Linked DNA regions of Mus musculus: regions 2, 3 and 4 are each linked to region 1. Evidence: chromatin contacts called from public HiChIP or PLAC-seq and promoter capture Hi-C data. All regions are on one chromosome and are shown on one strand. Each heading gives the region's core, a stretch centred on a gene start, on an enhancer-like site or on the middle of the called end of the contact. The rest is flanking DNA. Distances are from core to core; before and after follow the strand shown.

What was found. Promoter capture Hi-C pulls out the DNA fragments that hold promoters and counts their contacts. HiChIP or PLAC-seq counts read pairs in DNA pulled down with a chosen protein or histone mark. Capture Hi-C pulls out chosen DNA fragments and counts their contacts.
Region 2: a promoter capture Hi-C map of pre-B cells shows a contact between it and region 1, with 2.9 times the contacts expected there. The contact joins the promoter of Tmem184b here to the promoter of Npcd in region 1. A contact is called at or near these places in 1 of 39 promoter capture datasets (pre-B cells), 1 of 484 Hi-C or Micro-C datasets (embryonic stem cells), 2 of 115 datasets of contacts at active chromatin or transcription factors (microglia and pancreatic cancer cells) and 1 of 9 other capture datasets (pancreatic islet).
Region 3: a contact with region 1 is called in a promoter capture Hi-C map of pancreatic islet. The contact joins the promoter of Csnk1e here to the promoter of Npcd in region 1. A contact is called at or near these places in 1 of 39 promoter capture datasets (pre-B cells), 1 of 484 Hi-C or Micro-C datasets (embryonic stem cells), 1 of 115 datasets of contacts at active chromatin or transcription factors (pancreatic cancer cells) and 1 of 9 other capture datasets (pancreatic islet).
Region 4: an H3K27ac HiChIP or PLAC-seq map of microglia shows a contact between it and region 1, with 7 times the contacts expected there. The contact joins the enhancer-like site here to the promoter of Npcd in region 1. A contact is called at or near these places in 1 of 39 promoter capture datasets (hematopoietic stem and progenitor cells), 5 of 484 Hi-C or Micro-C datasets (the N1E-115 cell line, embryonic limb bud, embryonic stem cells and 1 more) and 5 of 115 datasets of contacts at active chromatin or transcription factors (embryonic stem cells, extraembryonic endoderm stem cells, microglia and 2 more).

Annotation. Positions count from the first base shown.
Region 1 is chr15:79,833,067-79,835,606 of GRCm38.p6, reverse strand. It overlaps Npcd (neuronal pentraxin chromo domain), which reads left to right and starts at 1,274. Exons shown (of 9, transcript NM_001013362.2): 1 at 1,274-1,464; 2 at 1,649-1,692; 3 at 1,840-1,905; 4 at 2,029-2,095. The coding sequence starts at 1,396. Cbx6 (chromobox 6) reads left to right here and starts at 1,274. Exons shown (of 5, transcript NM_028763.3): 1 at 1,274-1,464; 2 at 1,649-1,692; 3 at 1,840-1,905; 4 at 2,029-2,095. The coding sequence starts at 1,396.
Region 2 is chr15:79,402,041-79,404,580 of GRCm38.p6, reverse strand. It overlaps Tmem184b (transmembrane protein 184b), which reads left to right and starts at 1,278. Exons shown (of 9, transcript NM_172608.1): 1 at 1,278-1,396.
Region 3 is chr15:79,440,794-79,443,333 of GRCm38.p6, reverse strand. Csnk1e (casein kinase 1, epsilon) reads left to right here and starts at 1,277. Exons shown (of 11, transcript NM_013767.6): 1 at 1,277-1,406.
Region 4 is chr15:80,218,170-80,220,709 of GRCm38.p6, reverse strand. No RefSeq gene overlaps it. Among named protein-coding and RNA genes, the nearest start is that of Gm46521, 6.2 kb to the left of the region's middle. Within about 2 kb of position 1,274, at least 161 of the 459 cell types and tissues checked have an H3K27ac peak or open chromatin away from gene starts, as enhancers often do. A contact at or near this core is called in the N1E-115 cell line, embryonic stem cells, hematopoietic stem and progenitor cells and 2 more, where this site is marked.

The sequences.
Region 1 (2,540 bases), core at 25-2,524:
GAAATCAAAAGATAATCCTGACCCTTACAAATCCCCACCCCTCCTCCAGCCCAGCCCTAGACAACAGGTGAACAGAGCAAAATCAGTGTTAATGTCCAATCAATATCATTAAGGGAGGATAGCATCTCCAGTGTGAATAGTACAACCCTATAGTGCTTAAACATTTAAATAGATAGAACATGTGTGCCTGTGTTCTCCAAGTAGGTGATGTATCTATGCATATTCATGCAGGCCCGAGTTTAGGGAAAGAACTGGGCTAGAGGACCCCAATGACTTAATACAGGTTATGAATTGCTCCTTCCCTTTCGTTTCCTTATTTATATGTGGTTAATTTTTTTTTCTTTTTGCAAAGAACAAGACCACTGGCCTAATGGAAACTCCGATTAAATAATTTTTCAATGTGTGTTTCCAGCGAGGTGGGCTACATCCAAGAGGGAAAGTTCCAGATCCCACTTGCGCCTCCCAGGAGCAATGGCGGAGTCATTCCTGCAGCTGTGGTTTGTAGAATTATGCTGTGGCCTGCGGCCTGAAAATCCCAATACAGATTTGACCATGAAGGCGGGTTCTGCTGAGTGACCCAAAGAAAGACTGCTTTGGACTCAATCTGGGATGCCCTGCGGTTCTCTTTTGAGACCTCTCTCTCTTTGGTTTATAAACACACTCGCCAAGGTCTACTTGTAGGTGTTGAGACCATGGTCGCAGGCCTGGGTCACCTCTGCAGTCACCCCCCCCCCCCCGCCGCCCCCTTCCTGCTGTGGCGTTTTTGTTTTAACTTATCTGAACCGGTTACAAAACCACACTCCCACGAATACATAAATAATGGATGGGGTGATGTGTTAAAGAAATCCCCACAAGGCCTGGCAAAGCTGCAGTGAATGCATTTCTGCTGTATCATATTTAACTGTTTGCAAACGTCTGCAGGAGGATGCACAGCGCCTAGAGACTCCTGGGCCTATCGCATCTCTCTGTCGAGGGCCTGGCAATTCTGGCATGAGGAGTTACAAGGAGGGTAGGAGGTGGCAGGGATCCTGGGCCTGCAGGATGAAGTGGGACAATGTAGGATTGCACTGCACCTCACTCGGCTTGGCAGCAGCCAAGCATCCATCGGTCTCCCGCCAGGACTGCGGGGGAGAGGACAGGCCCCTTTAAGAGCCTTCGCGCGCCCCCGCCCCGCGAGCGCTCATTTTCCCTAGCAACCGCCCCGGGGGAGGGGGAGGCCCTGGCAACGGCGCTCAGGCCCGGAGCATCACGTGACGGCCCGCAGCTGGAACGCGAGCGCGCGCCCCGCCGAGCGCCCGCCCGCCGGGGGCCTGAGCGCTGGGGCGCGTGCGCGAGCGGTGCAGCACCGGCCGCGGGAGCAGGGAGTATTATGGGCTGTGGGTGCCGCTGAGCAAGATGGAGCTGTCTGCAGTAGGCGAGCGGGTCTTCGCGGCCGAATCCATCATTAAACGCCGGATCCGCAAGGTGAGCCCTCGGCCGGGACAGCCCTGTGTTCCCCGCGGTGGTGTCGGAGCCCGCGGGGCCCTCGGGGTGCAGTGGTCCGGCTAGCCGGGTTCCCTCAGCCACCCCCGCGCCGCCGCCTCCTCGCGTCCCTGCATCTTCCCCACCCCCACCCCCTATTTTTTTTTTTTTCCTTTCTGTTTTTCAGGGACGCATCGAGTACCTGGTGAAATGGAAAGGGTGGGCGATCAAGTGAGTGTCGTGGGTCGTTGGCATGGGGACTGGGGAGGCGGCAAGAAGACACCTGGGCCTTGGATAGGGGGTGCGTGCTTGAGCCCTCGCGGTGTGCCCCTGCCCCTTGGGTTTTCATTTTGCTCTTCTGTACGCGTGACTCGGCAGGTACAGCACTTGGGAGCCAGAGGAGAACATTCTGGATTCGAGGCTCATCGCAGCCTTCGAGCAGAAGTGAGTTGGAGAAGCTGGCAGGCGCGGTGGGGCGCCGCGCAGGGAAGCGGGAAAGGCGGGCAGGGTCGGGGAGTGGGGCCCAGGAAGGGACCCTTTTTCATCTTTGGCGTTTCTTGACTACAGGGAAAGGGAACGTGAGCTGTATGGGCCCAAGAAGAGGGGACCTAAACCCAAAACTTTCCTCCTAAAGGTAACCTGGCCCAGCCCCAGCAGCCCCCGCTCGGGCCCCCAGCCAGGGCGCAGCACAGGGCCGGCCTGCAAGGGAGGGACAGATCCGCCGCTGCCTAGGCGGGCAGGCTTTTCCAGAGGGGCCCCAGCTGGGCAGGGGGTGGTTGTGAGTCCCTGACAAGTCCCTGGCAGCGGGCCGTAGCCAGCCCAGCCAGAGGGGCCTGGGAGTGGGGTAATCAGGGATGAAACCAGGAACTGGGGGTGGGGGATCGACTGTGCTCCAGGAAGCGGGTGAGTGAAGCAGGTGGGGCATACTCAGGGGAGGAGGTGACTGGGAAGTTCTTTTCGCTAGTGAGACCCTTCATCTCCTCCAGCCTTGAACACACTGGCCTGTTTTGTGATTTAGAGTCTTGGAGCTGTTGAGTATAGATAGGCTTACCTCCTGGCAAAACACTGGCCTCCCATGC
Region 2 (2,540 bases), core at 29-2,528, 430 kb after region 1:
TCAGAACAATCCTGCTTCAGCTTCCCTAGTAAAGCCAGCCAAGCAAGACTTTGAAGACATGTCTGGGGAAACTGTAGCCCCAGCAGAGGGGACAGCAGGTGCAAAGGCATGGAAGCTGAATGCTTGTACTTGGTTGTAGGGAAAGCAAGAGGTCAGTGTTCAGGAAAAGGAGATGAGGCCAGGCATGCCTGCGGAGGGTGATGCTGGATCAAGGCTGTGCAGAGATCTGCAGATGTTGGCTTCATTTGGAATGGCATGAGGAACTAATTAAGGGTTTTGAGCAAAGTGCCATATAGTTCATCTTGGGTGGGTTCGTTTGTTTGTTTACTTTGGTGCAAAGAATTATATTGAGGGTCTGGTGAATGGTAAGCAAGCATTCCTCCAACGATTTGGATTTTTAAAGGAATCCCTGATTCTCACATTGGCACAGACCCGCCGAGGACAAGGTTGGAAAATCGGGCTAAGTAGATGCTCACAGTACCTGGGCAGAGCCTGGACATGACAGCAGTTCAGTAGTGTGGAGGTCAGAGTCTAGGGATACAGGATGTCTTGCCCAAGCTGATGGGACGAGGGGGAGAGGGAGGGCAGCACTCAAGGATAATACTAGACTTTCTGGCTTGAAGACTGGAAGCAGGGATTGGGGAATGCTGTGAAGAAGAAATGTGTGTGGAGGGGAAAGCAGCTGAGCCCGCTAAGTAAGAGGCGTCGGTAGACATTTGGAGCTGGAGATAAAAATAAACTTGGTTGCATATTACACATTTCAGTCATCTGGGTAAGACGAGGACCTCACAAATCAAAGTGGGGTAGGGGCTGGAATGACTCCTCTAGAATCGGTTCGTTAGGCTGCTAGGAATGAGGTGGGGCAGCTCCACTAGAGCAGTTTCATTTTGCATAACTATACAAAACGTTCCGTGGAAGTCCGTTCCACAGTCTCACACTCACCCTCCCTGTCTCAAACGTCAACTAGATTTCGTTTCACCTTCAGCGTTGGCATATACAAGGCTTTCAGAGAATTGAAACTCAAGCTAGCTCGCGAGTGTCCGGGACAGTCTGTATCCCGCGGGTCAGACTGTGCATCCCAGGACTGTGGTGGGTGGGACTGGACTAGGAAACCTGGGCCCTGGGTCTCTCGCGGTGCGTTTGCGAGTTGCAAGAGGACCTCACCATTCTCCTGACCCGAGATTGCGCGTGGTGCTTCGCAGCGCGCGGCCCCTTTAAGGCTCGGCGAGTGACCTCAGCGGCGCGCTCCGGCCCCGCCCCCGCCAGCGGCGTTCCTAGTGCGCAGGCGCGGCGCGGCGGTACCCGGCGGGGCTCGGGACGCGCCAGCGGCGGCCGAGATACCGGGCTGCGGCGCCGCCTGCTCCGCCTGCAGTCTCCAGCGCCATGGGCTCCTGAGGTACCCGGGCGGCGGATGCACGGGATGAACGGGGACCGGGCGGGGGCTGCACCTTGGGGAGAACTCCACTCTGGGGACTTCCCGCGGGGAGGCAGGGACTCGGAGGCCCCCAAGCGGCCCGTGGGTGTGCCCGCTTCGCCAGCGTGGCGGGGCCCTGAGTGTAACCGGACCTGCTCGTGGGGGAGTCGGGGTGGGCGGCGCGGGGCCCAGCCTCTTACCGATGGGACTGTGCGCACCGCGGTGGGTGTGCTGCAGCCTGGCACGACCGAACGGGGCGGGGAGACGTCGGTCCTCAGTGCAGTGGCTTTGACCTGGCCCGGTGGTCGGCCCTTGAGACGGTACATGCGTAAATGGGGGTGTGCGCGCGCTTTGCACACAGGTCAGTAGATTTGAAGGGGGATAGGGATCTGGGGCTCCCAGGATGCTGGGTGTTCAAAGGAACCCTAGAGATTGGTTTGGGTGTGTGGTGCCTGTTTGCCTGGGCACGCCCTTGGACACCTTGCTTGGATGCTTAGCTTGGGGCTAAGGAGCTCCAGGCAGTGGCAAAGCTAGGGAGTCTGGGGAACGGGCTCGGATTTTTAGTTTGTATCCTTTCTTGGAGGACTGTATGAGGCGGGACATCTCATCCCTCCCTCCTTGGAGGCCTTGGTGGGGCAAAGCAGGTGTCTGCCTGCCTGATACCTGGGTGTGAGGTGAAGGTCTATGTATTATTCATCTGGCTGCCAGGTGCTTTATGTAAGGAGAGAAGTAGCAATCTGTGCCCTGGAGGCAAGTGCTGCAGACTCAGCCAACACACACACACACACACACACACACACACACCCCACCAGCATCAGCAGCAGGGGGAGGTGCAGGTCTCCACGGTCTGGCTTTTTTGACAGGCTGTTTGCAGCATCCCTCTTCGTGTCAACAAGTTTGGTGGGCCCTTGGGCTCGGCACATCTGAGTATCTTGAGAGTTCTGTGCAGGGCCGGAGTTGGAACCCTTGGGTGTGGGAGCCCCAGAAGCTAGACTGGTGCTCACCCCGCACACAGATGTGAGGATCGAGGCATCGAAGAGCTCTCAGGTGCTTGGGGCAGAATCAGAATTGGAAAGAATCACAGGGATTCCAGAAACAGAAGACAAAAGACTGAGGAGTATGGAGG
Region 3 (2,540 bases), core at 28-2,527, 390 kb after region 1:
CCCACGGCCTGGGCTCTGACCACTGAGGCTGACTGCTGTCCAGACCAGCTGCCTCTGGTGAGGATTTGTGCCCTGCGTGGCCAAGGCTTCAGGAGAGAATGCGGGCCTGTCATACAAAACCTGCCAATTGTGAATCAATTGACAAACGCAAAGCCAAAAAGCACCAAGCGGGCCATGCTCAGTCCACCACCTGGGCAGAGAGAGCCAGTTGCCCGGTTTACCATCACAGAGGCCTCTGGAGGCAGCTCCTCCTCATTCTCCTGGTCTTCTGATCGGCATCCCCAGGTCCACCAGATGAACATGGCCATCTTGCTGGGCTGTGTGGGCCTGGGCAGACCTTTTGCCCTCTCTGGGCCACAGTATCCTGCCCTCCTGCCCTGTGATAGGACCTGGTCTATAGGTCTCCCAGCAATCTCCTCAGCCTCGGGGAGAAGATGCGGTTATTATGAAGTGACTCTTTCTGAGATGTGCTTCCGGGGTGATCAGAGGTACTATGTCCACAGTAACAGTTGTGTGTGTGTGTAGAGAGAGAATGTAGGTGTGTCATAAGTTGGAGCTTTGCATGACCCACTGTAAATATCATTTTAATAGCCTTGTGCTGGGACCTTCCATGGTGGAGCTGGAAGCTGGTGGGAAGCCTTCATTAACTCTCCCATGACCTGGGAAGGCTATGGTCCTTCTTCCTCGTTTGCAGTTAAGGACATTCAGGCATTGTCTGGGGGATGACTTTGTTGAATGAGCACCTCTGGGTCCCTGACTCACGTGTGAGTTCTTGGTGAGGGGCAGGGGGCTCAATGGGTGAAACTACGTTGGAATCTGAGGGACTGTCACAGTGGATCTGAACGGCAGAGGACAGAGCAAAGAAAAGTGTCTGCCTGGAGTTTTCTCTGACCACACATCCTTGGTCCTTGTCCACGCCCCTCAGTCCCTATGCTTTATTCCCAAAGCCCCTGGCCAGTGTTCTCTACAGCCTTCAGGCTACTGAGCCCTAAATCTCTTTTGCAGTGCCAGGAGTCTCAGCTGATTCTCTCGGGGGTCCCCGCAGCTTTGGCTGGAGATAGGGCAAGGCCTGAGTATAGGAAATCTTAGTTTTGTGTGCCCCTCACCCAGGGTGGCAGCGTCAGAACACGCTCTCCGGGGGCTGCGGGCCCTTTAAATCCTCCGGGGCGGCGGCGGCGGGCGGGGGATGACATCAGCGGGCGGGCCCGGGGCTCAATGGGAACCGCGGGGACGCGCGCGCGGGTAGGGAGCGCGCGAGCCGGCGGCGGGGGCGGGCGGCGGGAGGCGGCGGAGCGCGGAGCCTGAGCCCGGCCGGGCCGAGCGCAGCGCAGCGGGCCGGGGAGAGGCTGGCGCGCCCGCGGCCCGGCGAATCCTCTGGCATCCGCCCCGGCGGCCGCCCCGGCGCGGTGAGCATCGGGGGCCGGGGAAGCGGGGTTCCCTCCGCCTCTTTGTGTTTTCTTTTTGCGCGAGCGCGGGGCGGACACGCGCATCCGCGCAGGGCTGGGGGCGCCGCCCGTGAGGACAAAGGCGCGGCCGGGGACGCGGAGGGGACGGGCGCTTCGCAGGCCGCCGGGTGCACCGAGGCGGCCCCGGGTTGGGGCGGGGGACCTGCGGCAGGGGCCTGGCTGGGGTCCCGGGGGCGCTCGGGTTCCGGGCCGGCCTCGGCCCCTCCTCTGTGTCCTGGGCTCCGGGTCACCGAGGCCGTTCTCGCGTAGGGTGGGGGCGCGCGGGGGTCCTAAGTGATGGGGTGCGTGGTCACCCGGGCCACCGGCTTTGTTTTCCTTTGTGGCGAGAAGAAGGGAGGGGGTTATTTATCGCTTGGCTTCTCATTGCGGTGTGCGAGACAGCCTTGTGCTTCAAGCCTGTGAAAGCTGGGTGCCTGGGCGCCTCAGAGGCAGGGCTGCGACTTAGGCCACCCCCTCCCCCTACTTTGTCCAGAGTTTCCCCACATATTTCTTAGCATAGCCTCCCTTTGGAAAGGGGGTCTAGAGAGAGAGAGAAGGGGGTGCAGTTCCAATGAATACTTGCGTTTGGGACGCCTTTCCTAGGTTTAGGGCATTCCTTCAGTTTTTATTCTACTGATTCATTGACCAGGGTCTTGGCCCTGTGGAAGGTGGGTGGTGTGTGTGTCAGGAGGTGTGTGTGTATGGCAGGGTGACACGGGACTGCCCATGTGCCCAGCTGCTTGTAGTTGTAATTTTTCTAACCAGCTGAGAAGTCTTGACTCCTCATGGCCACCCCCCCCTTTTTTTAACTTTGTTTATTCCCCTCCCCCACCCCTCCCGTAAGGGACAGAGTGAAGAATTGGAAAGCTACTCTGATTTCCTGAAGGAGCCCCCACCCCAAAGTCAATTTCTTGGGGTGGCGGTGGAGGGGGGCTTTTAAGTGGAGGAGGGCTGGGACACGCTAGACTCCAGGGCTCTGGTCTCCAGGGTGGGGAGACCCTGGCGTTGGTAGGGTCCTTCAGGGTTGGTGATTGTGCAGAGAGCCGTGAGTGGAGAGGGGCTTGGGGGGTCATGTGCAGTGTATTTATGTAAGAC
Region 4 (2,540 bases), core at 25-2,524, 390 kb before region 1:
ACCCCAGAGCTTTCTGATTTACCTAGTCTAGCTCACTTGCTTCGGGGAATTCCTGTCTCCACTTCCTGAGGCTTACAGGTTGACCACCACACCTGCCTGGCATTTACATGAATACTGGGGATTTGAACTCTGGTCTTCGTGCTTGTACAACAAGTACTTTCTCTACTGGGTCCTCTCCCCACCCCCACCAGTGAGCTTTGAGCCCTGCCCCACTTCTTCTGCTTTCCCCAGTTAAAAGAGGGAACTCTGCATAACTTATGTAAATTTGATTTAAATGTGATTTTTGGCTACTGGGCTGGAGTGGTGCACATCTTTAGTGATCTCAGGACTCAGGAGGCAAAGGCAGGTAGATCTGTAAGTTTGAGGCCAGCCTGGTCTAAAGAGAAACCTGTCTCAATAGACAGACAAAAAGTTTCAAAAATTAAATAATGTGTGCCAAGCATGGTGGTGTAGATGTGAGTGTGTGTGAATGTGTGTGTGTGTGTGTGTGTGTGTGTGTGTGTGTGAGTGTGGGGGTGGGGATAGGGAGGTGTACTGTTGGTATTGGTGTTGTCTTAGTATTTACCCCTGGTTGTCTCGGAACTCAATGTGTAGGCTAAACTGGCCTTGAATTCACAGAGATCTGACTGCTTTTCTCTCTGCCTCCTGAGTGCTGGGATTAAAGGTGTGTAATACCGTATCTGAGTGTTTCTTTTTTCTTTGTAGGTTTTTTGTTTGGTTATTTTTGGGGTTTTGTTTTGTTTTTGTTTTAGACTGGGTCACATGCAGTCCAAGCTGGCCTCATACTCCTGGGTTGTTGAGTCATATCTGTCCCAGGCACATAAAAGCCATTCCAAAACATTCCAAAAGAGTAGCTACTGTTTGTGTGTGTGTGTACCTCAGGATACCTCCCCATATCCAGCTGATGGCACTGGATAAATGAGTGGTCAAGACCAGGATGGAGAGGACAGGGAAGTAATCTCAGATGGAAGCTGAGTTCCACACTGGCCCTGCCGAGTCTCAGGAGACCTCGATGCCTTGGGACCCTTGCAACAGGCAGCTGACCAGGGAGCTGGGCGCTGAGTAGGGAGGGCTCCCTGGAGAGGTGCAACCAGCCCTACTTTGTTGGGGATTGAGATCCACAGGCAGAGCAGACAGATTTCTAGGAAGATAAGAAGGTCAGCAGGACAATGAAGAAGCGGGAAGAGGCAAAGAAAAACAGATGAGTCACAGGGGCGAAGGGAAGAAGCCCAGGGAGGAAATGCATGACCCGTGTGTCACGTATACCACATCGAAGGAGGGGGAGGGGCACAGGGGATTTTTAAACCTCCACCAAGCTCAGACTCTGCTGCCAGGCGCATGCGCGCGCGCACACACAACTGCCCACCGCAGCTGGAGACCTGTAATACACACACCCCATCTGACAGATGAGCATCCAGGAGCCGGACGTGAGCAAGGGAGGGCTGCTAGGTGCTGAGGAGACCGGACATAGACAGCTGAGGTGCCAAGGGTGACATCTTGTCCTCATTTCTTTCAGAAAACTATCTGTTCTCTTCCTTGACTAGTAAAGGCTCAACTCTGACTTTCCTAAGCGTCTAAACTGATCTGAGATTCCACCCAAGTCATCCAGATCTGCTCAGGATGGTCAACAGACCTAACGGAAGCCAACAAGATCCAAGCCCAAGAGTTTATTTTGTTTGGGGGTTTTGGTTTTTCAAGACAAGGTTTCTCCGTGTAGTCCTAGCTGTCCTGAAACTCTGACAAGCAGGCTGGCCTCAAACTCAGAAATCCACCTGCCTCTGCCTCTCAGGTGCTGGGATTAAAGGTGTGCATCACCATGCCTGGCTCAGAAAATTTTTAAAGATTTTCATTTGTATTGATTTTTCAAAACAGGGTTTCTCCTGTAGTACTTGCTATCCTGGAACTCTCTGTAGACCAGGTTGGCTTCAAACTCAGGTCCCAAGAGATGCTCCTGCCTCTGACTCCTGAGAGCTGGGATTAAAGGCACACATCACCATCACCTAGCCAAGATTTGTCTTTCTTAATCTTATGAGTATTTTGTCTGTGTCTAAGTAAGGACACTGCAAACTTGTACTGGTGCCCACAGAGACCAGAAGAGAGCTCTAGGTCCCCTGAAACTGGAGTTACACATGGCTGTGGTAACTTGTGGGTGCTGGATATCAAACTCATGTCCCCTTAGAAAGCAACCCTTGTTAAGCTCTGAGCAGTCTCTCCAGGCCCACTAGCTTTACTTTGAGAAAGATCTAGTAAGTAACAAAATCTTGGCTAACCTGGAACTCTGTATGTAGACCAGGATGGCCTCAAACTTATAACAGTGTTCCTACCTCTATCTCTCAAATGCTGAGATTATGGAAGCACACCACCGTGCCCAGCTCAAGCACAAGACTGTGTGCCTGCACAGATGTGCACACAAGCAGATGTGCACTGGTTCACATGTGCATGTAGAGGCTAAGGTCCATGTCCAGTGTCATCTTTAGTCACTTCTCTACCTTGTTTTTAATTTTTTTTATGTATATGAGTACACTGTCGCTGTCTTCAGA